3 separate regions of the Sus scrofa genome follow, and all the other regions are linked to region 1. Evidence: chromatin contacts called from public Hi-C and HiChIP or PLAC-seq data. All regions are on one chromosome and are shown on one strand. The core of a region is the stretch at or near the end of the contact, and the rest is flanking DNA. Distances in the headings are between cores, read along the strand shown.

The links. Hi-C and Micro-C count contacts between places; a contact is called where the count stands out from the background. HiChIP or PLAC-seq counts read pairs in DNA pulled down with a chosen protein or histone mark.
Region 2: a Hi-C map of retroperitoneal adipose tissue shows a contact between it and region 1, with 1.7 times the contacts expected there. The contact joins the promoter of CENPV here to the enhancer-like site in region 1. A contact is called at or near these places in 5 of 47 Hi-C or Micro-C datasets (adipose tissue, embryonic fibroblasts, epiblast stem cells and 2 more) and 2 of 2 datasets of contacts at active chromatin or transcription factors (alveolar macrophages and skeletal muscle).
Region 3: a contact with region 1 is called in an H3K27ac HiChIP or PLAC-seq map of alveolar macrophages. The contact joins two enhancer-like sites. A contact is called at or near these places in 8 of 47 Hi-C or Micro-C datasets (alveolar macrophages, blood, brain and 5 more) and 1 of 2 datasets of contacts at active chromatin or transcription factors (alveolar macrophages).

Annotation. Positions count from the first base shown.
Region 1 is chr12:59,132,925-59,136,164 of Sscrofa11.1, reverse strand. It overlaps TRPV2 (transient receptor potential cation channel subfamily V member 2), which reads left to right. Exons shown (of 19, transcript XM_013980349.2): 15 at 81-1,832; 16 at 2,048-2,098; 17 at 2,520-2,581; 18 at 2,961-3,064. The coding sequence ends at 172. Among named protein-coding and RNA genes, the nearest start is that of TRPV2, 18 kb to the left of the region's middle. Within about 2 kb of position 1,619, at least 63 of the 83 cell types and tissues checked have an H3K27ac peak or open chromatin away from gene starts, as enhancers often do. A contact at or near this core is called in adipose tissue, alveolar macrophages, embryonic fibroblasts and 3 more, where this site is marked.
Region 2 is chr12:59,198,725-59,201,779 of Sscrofa11.1, reverse strand. CENPV (centromere protein V) reads right to left here and starts at 1,739. Exons shown (of 4, transcript XM_021066287.1): 1 at 1,336-1,739. The coding sequence starts at 1,706.
Region 3 is chr12:59,054,147-59,057,545 of Sscrofa11.1, reverse strand. It overlaps ZNF287 (zinc finger protein 287), which reads right to left. Exons shown (of 6, transcript XM_003132027.5): 6 at 567-3,399. Among named protein-coding and RNA genes, the nearest start is that of ZNF287, 17 kb to the right of the region's middle. Within about 2 kb of position 2,000, at least 57 of the 83 cell types and tissues checked have an H3K27ac peak or open chromatin away from gene starts, as enhancers often do. A contact at or near this core is called in alveolar macrophages, mesenteric adipose tissue and retroperitoneal adipose tissue, where this site is marked.

The sequences.
Region 1 (3,240 bases), core at 370-2,869:
GCTCCTCCTGTTTCCCTGGCACCTGTCCTTGGTGACACACACCAAAGGCCAAGCCACAGTGGTCTCCATCCTGCTTACAGGTGACACGAACGAACCCCTGGCCTCCCAGCCCAGCCAGGACAGTGTGACGGAGGAAGACAACGTGCCCCTCCAGCCCCTGGAGTCGCGCTGATTCAGCAGGAGGCCTGAAGGCCAGAGCGGGGAACTAGTCTAGCCCTATCTGCTGGCCCTGGGGCCCCAGAGAACATGGGTGGTCAAAATAAATATTTTCCCATGACTGCCTCTCCTGAAAACATTGTTTGCGTAAAGGTGCTGGGCCCCTGGGCTGTTGCATGTCTCCGTGAGCACAGGTCTGTGTCTGGGCACAGGGGACCCTCACCCTGCAGGTAGCTGGCCAAGGTACTGGGCCTGCTGTCACCCCAGACGCAAGATGGTGGACATGGGCAAGCACGGCCACCACTCCTTCCTCTCTCACAGTCTCCAGATACCCCTCAAAGCCGCCCCCAGGTCGTCTCTAAGCCTTCAGGTTCCTGGGCTTGCTTAGCTCAGGCTGTGGATTATTGCTCCTCTCCCCACGGGCTTCCGGCTTAGTTCCCACCCCTCCAAGCCAGAGGGACCTTCCCTAGACAGTAGGACAACACGTTACCCCTGTCTCTGAAGGCCTGAGAGGCTTCCAGCGCCCTCGGGGGCCCCTAGCTGGCATCCCCAGCCCTCCATGGTTCTGCCCAAGCATTTCTAGACACCACCTGCTCTCCCTTCGCACAGGCCGATGATCTCGTGTGTGACTCCTAGGTTCGGCTCTCTCAAGAAGCCTCCATTAAAAGCCCATACTTATTTCTAAGACCAGCTCAAAAATCTTTGTCTCACTATCGCCTTTCCAGTTTCCTCCCTTGGGGTAATGTGTGTTCCTAGGACGTGAGGGCACGGGTTGAATGTTTTAAGTAGCAAGCCTGTTCCCACGCTGGGAGGGAGGCTTCCCGGTCGGGGTGACGGGGGCACTCCTGAAGGAGTCCCGATGGAGCCGGGGCGGAGGAAGGCGAGTGAGAACGGTCGGTCGGAATGCCGGGGTTGCAGACTCGTTCGGGGAGGCCAGACAGCACCGCCCCCCAGAACCTGGAACAGCTAAGGTGGGTGCACATTGGCTGCAGGCCCGGGCTTTGCAGCGTCTCAAGGGCCTAGTCGCATGTGAAGCTCAGAACAACCACCGCTGGTCTCTGCAGCTCCACCTTCCAGACCCGCAACTGCAAGCGCTATTCGCCGCAAACCACACAGCATCAGAACAGAGCCCGTCCGGCGTGACTGCTCGGGCCCTGCGCAGGCGCTCTGGGGCTCTCCAGAGCCTGTGACCCAGAATTCCCGAGCCTCGGAAGAGACCATTGGCTCTACAGACGGGGGGAGTTCGGGGCGGAGCGGCGGCGCCTGTACCGTCAAACAGGCTGGAAGTTCCCGTGAGCCTTTGCCAGGACTCCTCACCCTTCTGTAAAGAGTGGAATATTCCAACTCCTTAAGAATCTGGGACCGGAAGGATGCGGCCTTTTCCCTGTGGGGTTGAGTTCGCTCGGTGCCTCGCTCCTGCTCGCGGGGGGGCCGGGGCCGGGGCGCGGGCGACAGAGCCTTTCTCACTTCTCAAAGATGTTCGCGGGAAGCGTAACTGCAGGGCGGCGGGCGGCTGCGCTCACACAAGCATTGGGGCGGGCGCTGTGGCCGGGTGTTGGGGGATTGGGCCGGAGGCCCGAGGACCATGTGCATGTTTGTCGGGAGCCTGAAGTCCCTGCAGGTCAGGGCCCTGCCCCAGGCTAGCCGCTGGGAGTGAGCAGCCCCGAGAGAAGCGGGTAAGCGGGCTGCCTGCACCCGAGGGCGCGGAACAGGGTTCGTAGTGGGATTGCGAGGGGAGCTTGCTCGGCTCTCATGATGATTATGTATAAAATGTCGTCAGAAGCGAGAAATGACGAATTTAACGCCGATCTGACCGCAGTCGCTGAAACCGACTTCAGGTATGGTAACTGCCAGAATGCGTCCTAAGTGCACGTTCTATTCCATATTTCAGGTGGCAGGCCCGCTCAGGGCTTTGGGAACCGGAGCAGCATCCTTGCTCGAGGTAAGGGCCAGTCGGGGCAGGGCTTGGCAGGTAACCTAGCTGTTTTAATCTCAAATGCACTGATCTTGACGTCTACTTCGTCGCCGTGACATAATTATGAACCGCCTCCTTGCGTAACTGCAACGTTAGGCGGTTGCAGGCTTCTGGTCTGACACTGGTTATGTCTAAGGAGCATCTGTATCGAGGAGCAATTGTGTCAGAATGCCTCCCTGCAGGCTGTATTTTAGGGTGGTTTGGGGAGTCAGGGCTTTGGCGTGGTGAGGTACTTGGCTGCTCTGATGAAATCACTAATAGGAAGTGCCGTCAGAAGCGATAACTGACGATAATAACTCCTGGCTGACTGCAGTCGAGCCCTCACAAGTAGCTGGTGCCCAGGAGTAAGTTGGTCTGGGCTGTGACCTGGAATTTTTTGTTCACCCAGGCTGCAGATTACCAAGGTGCCAGCATGTGATCACCAACAGCTGAGCATGGCCTGCTCAGAAGGTAAGCAAGCTCTGTTCTGTGGAGGGGCTGGTGGTTTCAGGGGCCTATTGGCAGTGCCACCTGGCTGATCTGATACCTTGTACTGCGTAGCCCTTGACCTTTATTGTCAGAATGTGGTTCATGGTGTCTGGGTCAGACTGCACAGTGAGCCCAGGAATTCTTTTTTATGTCATAGAGCCCTGAGCAGTCTGCTTCTGTGTTCAGAGATGCTCTGAAAATTGATGGCCTTAGCTTTGTAATGTTTAATGTGACTAAATGGGTTAAAAAACATCCGCAGTGAACCGAGTTCTTTAGGGACTCGTGATAGGATGGCTGTAATTTGTAGTGGTGGCTGGCAGCACAGAACAATCTGTCCTTGGCACCTGCTGTCTGTCAACAGGTGCCTCGTGTGCATCCCACCAGGTGTTGAGCGCTGAAGAATGATCAGCAGAGCAGAGTTTTAAAGCTGCCAGCGGTGGCCCAGAGACCTCAGCCCAAGAAGAGGTAAGATTTGATCTGAACAGTAACCACCACCCTATGGTAGAATGCCTAAGCAGCTAGTTTTGTTAAAATTGGTTTGAAGAAAAAGATATCAAATGATGAAATAACCCAAAAAAGCTGGAATTACCGGCAGATGGTACAGTGGTGAACCTATGGTTTTCTGAAGATATCTTTTATGC
Region 2 (3,055 bases), core at 490-2,989, 65 kb before region 1:
AGGCCCTTAATTAACCGTGAACACTTGATAAATCAGACTGCTTCCCGAAAGGGCTGAACACAGAGAAAACATTTCACTGTGCCGTCTCAAGCAATAATTAGAGGAAAAATAGCTCACTGAAGTTTTAATTTGCATTTATTGGGTTATTAAGACTGAATGCTTTTTCGTGTTTCTGTACCAGCTGAATCCGTTAGCTTGATGTATTAAAATTTTCTTCTGCTTTCCCAAATGCTTACTGTAAAAAATTCAGTAAGTATGAATTACTGCATAATTATATATACTGTAAAATTCAATTTACAACATCCGATGTTAAAAATCAAAGTCTCCTAAATCCTAACACCCAGAGGGCTGCACAGTTAAGTATTTGCTATATGTGCCTCCAGACTTTCTTCCATGCACTAATGTTTTAACAATAACAGTGAAGAGTTAGTTATATATTTTTAACTTAGCGAGTTTTGGTTTCTTTTTGACAAATGTCTGCAACTTTGCGCCAATCTGATAGGTAAAAAAATCCCACCCTTTTTTGTCAACGTTTAAAAATCCTTCTCTTGATCATCTGTCAGTCAGTGCGCAAGTAAAAAATTACTTCGAGTTTGCCTTGTACACTTCTGAGACCTTGATATGCCCCCACTCAGCAGCAGCTGGCACAGCTGAGGAGCTCGAAAATGCTGCTGTAGAGAAATTGTCCAGCTCATAGTCCAAGATGATGGATGAGAGAGTGAAGCACAGGGAAAACCAAATATTCCGTCTCTGAAGAAGACTCATCCTAACGCGAATTTCTTATGGAGCAAGGACAGAGGACATTTTTGTCCAAGAAAAGGACTAATCCTCAGGTTGTTACGCAACTGTTAGGTTGTTTTGTTTTCTCGGGGGGTTTCAGCTTGAAATGATGGGTCCTGAGAGACTCAGGGCGCTAAAGCACGTCCCTGCCGCACAGCTGCTCTACGGGGCAGCAGGGGCCCATGGAGACCGGGACCCCCGCAACTTAGGGCTCACGGCTCGCGCCTCGGCCGCCCTGAGGTCCCGCCCGCGGCGGTTGCGAACCGGCGGCCCGCGCGCTCCTCCCCGCGAGACGCGCACACAATAACGGGCGCCCGGTCCCCGCACAGTCCCAGCTCCCCCAGGCCCTGCCGCCCCTCCCGGCCGCTCTCCACACCCGTGCGCAAACCCCAAAGCGGCTCCGGGACCGGGGCAGCCGGGCGCCCCTCTTCCCGGGAAGGCCGGCCGCTCGGGCGCCAGGCGCGGGCCGGACGCCTCGGCCTTTGTCCGGCCGGTGCGGCGGCTCGAGCGCCGCGGGAGACGTTACGGGCGCCGGCCCGGCCGCGCCGCACTCACTAGGTGTCCAGCAGCAGCTTGGCGGCGCCCTCGAAGCTGAGCCTCTGCCGCTTCTGGAACGTCTCCCAGCGCTCCCGCTGCTCGCCCAGGTCCAGCTCGGACGCCGAGGGCGCCGCGGGCGGAGGCGGGGGCAGCGGCGGCTCCGGCGGCGGCTCCCCGGGGCCCGCCTCCGGCGCCCGCGGCGACGACTGCGGCCGCCGCTTGGCCGACGGCTGCCTCGTCGCTGCCCGGCTCCCGCCCCCCGTCTGGCCCGCGGGTGTCCGTGCGCGGCCGGCACCGGGGGCCGAGGCGGCGGCCGCAGGGGCCCTGGAGGCCCCGGTCCGCTTCTGCCCGCGTGGCTTGGCCGCCGCGCCGCTCCTCGCCCGCCGCATGGCTCCCGCAGCCTGGCGCGCAGGCCTCGCCGCCGCGCGTCCCCGCTCCGCGCGCGCTCGCTGCGCCCACGCGCCCACGCCGCCCGCGCGCGCCCGCTGCCCCGCCAGCCCAGGGGCCGCTGCGCCCGCCCGGCCGGTGCTTGCCCCGCCGCACCGCACCCAGCCCGCCCCCGGCCGCGGGGCCTGCACCTGCGCCGCCCCGGCCCGCAGGCCCTGTGGGACCGCGCCTGGGCCCTCCTACCCCGACACCCGGAGCCTCTGGGAACCTGCCGAGGCGCCTCCGCGCCCCGAACCCGAGGGCTTCTTCCTACCCTGCTGAGTCCTGAATTCAGAGCCACTTCTGCGCAGACACCCCGGGACGACTTCACCTCTCACATGTGGAGGACAGCACCTGCCTGGCAGGAGCTACGCGGCGCATGGGGAGCTAATCTGGGTAAACGGCCGGGCACCTGCAGCTGCGGGACACACAGCAGGTGCAATCACTGATCCTAAACTTGGACTTTTCTGCCAGATTATAAAGCAGCATCTTTAGGATTCCCTCCTGGCTCAGCAGGTTAAGGATCTGCGTTGTCACTGCTCTGGTGCGGGTTCTGTCCCTGACCTGGGAACATCCGCATGCCAGGAGTGTGGCCAAAAATAAATAAATAAATAAAATAGAACGTCTTTAAAAATAAATTTAAAAACAAAACAGAACAGCGACTTCAGAATCTCAATGGGCAGCAGATCCTTTAAACGTAATAAATGAATTCCGCACCAAATCCCATTATGATGGTTTTGTTGAACATGGTACCGAAGTTTAAAGACAAAAATCTTGAGACCCACTAATGGAACCCAAGTATTTTCCAAACCTATTTTGTTCCTCTATTTTATTCATATCTTCAAAGAAATAACGTTCTTTTACTCATTTTTCTACATTTTTGTTTTCTACTCCCTTAATGTCAACATTCCTTTTTGTTTTTACCTTACCGTTAGTAAACTAATACATAGTTCCTTTATTTTTAGTATTTGGTAATAAAATATTAATGACTATAAATTTTCCTCTGAGTATAGCTTTAGCTGTGTGGATTAGAGTTTCACTGAAGGTATAGTTTATATGCAGCAAAATGCACATATCTTAAATATACAGCTTATGTAATGGCCACCAATTTAAATATTGACTATTTTCAGCACTCCAGAGAGTTTCTCTCAGGTTAAAGAAAACACAGGGGAGCACATTTTTTTTTTTTTTTTTTTGCTTTTTAGAGCTGCACTCGCTGCACATGGAGATTCTCAGGCTAGGGGTCAAATCAGAGCTGTAGCCGCTAGCCTATGCCACAGGCTCAGCAATGAGGGATCCGAGCCGCATCTGC
Region 3 (3,399 bases), core at 751-3,250, 79 kb after region 1:
GGAGGTTCCTAGGCTAGGGGTGAATCAGAACTGTAGCGGCCTGGCCTACGCCACAACCACAGCAACACAGGATCCAAGCCGCGTCTGCAACCTACACCACAGCTCATGGCAACGCTGGATCCTTAACCCACTGAGTGAGGCCAGGGATAGAACCCGCAACCTCATGGTTCCTAGTCAGATTTGTTTCTGCTGCACCACTACGGGAACTCCCAAAGTGTGTCTCTTTTAAACAGAATAATTTCTTGGCGTTCCCATCAGGGCTCAGTGGTTAACGAACCCGACTAGAAACCATGAGGTTTTAGGTTTGATCCCTGGCCTCGATCAGTGGGTTAAGGATCTGGTGTTGCCTTGAGCTGTGGGGTAGGTCTCAGACTCGCCTCAGATCCCAAGTTGCTGTGGCTGTGGCACAGGCCAGGCAGCTACAGCTCCGATTTGACCCCTAGCCTGGGAACCTCCATATGCCGCAGGCTCAGCCCTACAAAAAAAAAAAAAAAAAAAAAAAAAAAAGACACCCCCCCCCACAATAAACAGTAATTTCTTAAAAATCCGGTCTGACAATCTTTGAATTTGACTGGAGGTATTTATTCCGTTTATCTCCTGTGATTATAGATGTACTTGGGTTCAAATATTCCTTCTTGCCATGTTTTCTACTTGTCTCACCTGATCTATACTTCTCCTTTCTTGCCTCCTTTGAGAAACAACCTGAATGTCTTTCATTAAAGGACTAGTGGAATATGCTATCTTACATCCAAATGCAGTAATATGCAGCAGTGAAAAAAGAACTGAGGGCCATCTCTGTGATCTCCAGGGTATATTTTTTATGTGGAAGAGGTGAAGAGATGTGTATACAGGTTACAGTCTTTCTAAGAAAGGGTGGAAGGAACATACAGCTGATCCTTGAACAACACTGGTTTGAACTGTGTGTCCACCTATGTGTGGACTTTTTTTTTCAATAAATGTGTACTACAACACTACAATGGATGGGTGCTGAACTGAGGGGAGGAAGGAACTATTACAAAGTTATATGTGGCTTTGCCTGGAAGGGTTGCTGCCCCAAACCCGTTGTCCAAGAGTTGACTATGTGTGCATACATTTTCTCATATTTAAAAAATTTTAAGAATAAACTGTAAATTTTTAAAATGGTTAGCTTTGGGGAAAGAGGAAACTGTGTAGACCCTACAGGGATAGAAGTTGGATTTCTCTGCTTTGTTTTGTAGATTTTACCTTGCTGGCATGAAAAAAACTTTACTTCATTATAACGCCAAAATGCAGTAAAAGCAATCCCTGAATTTTATAAAGCAAAATGAAAAAAAAAAAAATGAAACTGCTGTATTAGTATCTTAAGACCACTGTATGGACTGAGAAACACTACCAGACAAAAGACACAGTTTCTCCAAGAAATACATTGAAAGAAAAAAAGAGAAATGTCAGAGAACTTACAGACTGAAAAAGAGATTTCGTTACGTATCAATTAATTTCAAAGGGTGCAACTTTGTTGAATCCTGAATCAAATAAACAGACTGTAAGAAACGCAAGAAGAAATTACATCAAGCAGGGGAATCTAAACATTCAGTTGATAATATTAAGGAATTGTTTTAATGCAAAAGGTATATTTAAAAAGTCTCTAAGTTCCCACTGTGGCACAACTGGATCAGCGGCGTCTTGGGAACGCTGGGATGCAGGTTCGCTCCCTGGTACCGCACCGTGGGTGGGTTAAGGACCGCCGTTGTTGCAGCTGCGGTTAGTTTGCACCTGTGGCTTGGACCTGATTCCTGGCTCTGGAACTCCATATGCCGCGGGCGGCGAAAAAAACAGAAAGTCTCCATCTTTAGCCGCGTCAACAAACCCCTCGGTCCCTGAAGGCTGAGCTCGGAAGAGGTGTCGCGGGGAAAACGTGCCTGGGTGCAGCCTGGGGCTGCGCGGGAACATCCCGCTCCCTCCCGCCGCCAGGTCCCGCCTAGAGCGCGCGAGGAAGTACGCAGGCCCTAGGCGGGGGGGCGCCGGCGGAGCCACGACAATGGCCGGTGCGCCTGCGCAGGTGGGCGCGTCGGCCTTTCCCAGGAGCGCCTGCGTGCCCGGCCCCGCCCAGCATCCCAGAATTCCCTTTACCCGGAAGCTGGCCGTGAGCCTGCAACTGTTGGGATGCCGGGGTCCCTGAGCTCTGGGTCCGGAGAGGCGCGGCGATGGTCTGAAACCCTCCCTGAAGGAGGCGAACTTGGGCTTTGGCCGTCGCCTCCACCCAGCTCGATGGCGGGCCGTCCCTGGGCGGGCGAGAGCACTGCGCGCGGGCGGACGTGCGGACTCTTGATGGGGAAGGGGCTTCCTGAGAGCTTCACGGTTAGAGTGGAAAGACTTCCTGCCGAGAAGCCACTCTCCCTGCCCGTATTTGTGAGTTTTCATTTCACAGGATTTTACAGAAAGAACCCATGGATCCAGCCCTTATTCCGTCGCTGTGTATATGACTTCAGGCATCCTGGGCTTGACTTCCCCATCCACAGAGCACCCAGTGCTTCTGACGAGGTTACACACACATTTATACACATCACTGTAGTGCACATGCTTGCCATTTTTAATGGCTGTAGTGTCCTAAGGGGGTAATAATTAAAGTGAAATAGAGCCATGAAAACAGAGAAAGGGCAAAATCTCAGTTACAGGCACATGCAAGTGAATTGATACCAGAAGACAAGAGTCAAAGAATGAATGGTTTTAAGTTTTAAAGACCAAATAAAATTCAGCAAGAAAACCTAGTACTTTGCATGAAACAGATCCTCAGAATTGAAATTTAGATCCAGACCTGCCTTAAGGAAGGTGATGGAAAGGAGGGTGATGAGCCTCTCTATACAGAAAATTAGGACATGTCAGTGTTCACACACAACATAGTAGGTGTCATACAGCTAGCTGCTAATACTCTCTGCTTAGCACATTTGCGTGGTTAACTGACAGGCTCCCTTCCTCTGGAAACGCAGTGCTGATGGCCTCAGCTCAAGACCTCTCGTGTTTAAGCTTGCGGTCTTCCTAGTCTACCTAACACTTGGGTTCTCTACAATTGAGTTGTACGCTCAACAAGACTTAGTTGTTTGCTTTCAGTCATTTGTCCGGGTGTGTAATTATGGCTCCCATTACATAATTAGACATTAGGTAACTGATGAACGGAGGGTAGAGTTGCCTTGCTGCAGACTCAGGTGAATGGCGGAAGGGCTCAGCCCACTTGCTAAGCATGTCCAGTAGCAGTGAGCATGCCTACTGCCCAGATCCTGTCTCATAAGTTTCGGCCTATCAACAAGAGCCAGAGATTCCTAGAGAAATAGCTCATCCCATCTCTGGGCATTCATAGTGCAAGGTGACTCTAAGATAGCTTTGTCAGAAGGCAGTTAAGTGCCCTAGATTAGAAGGAATGCC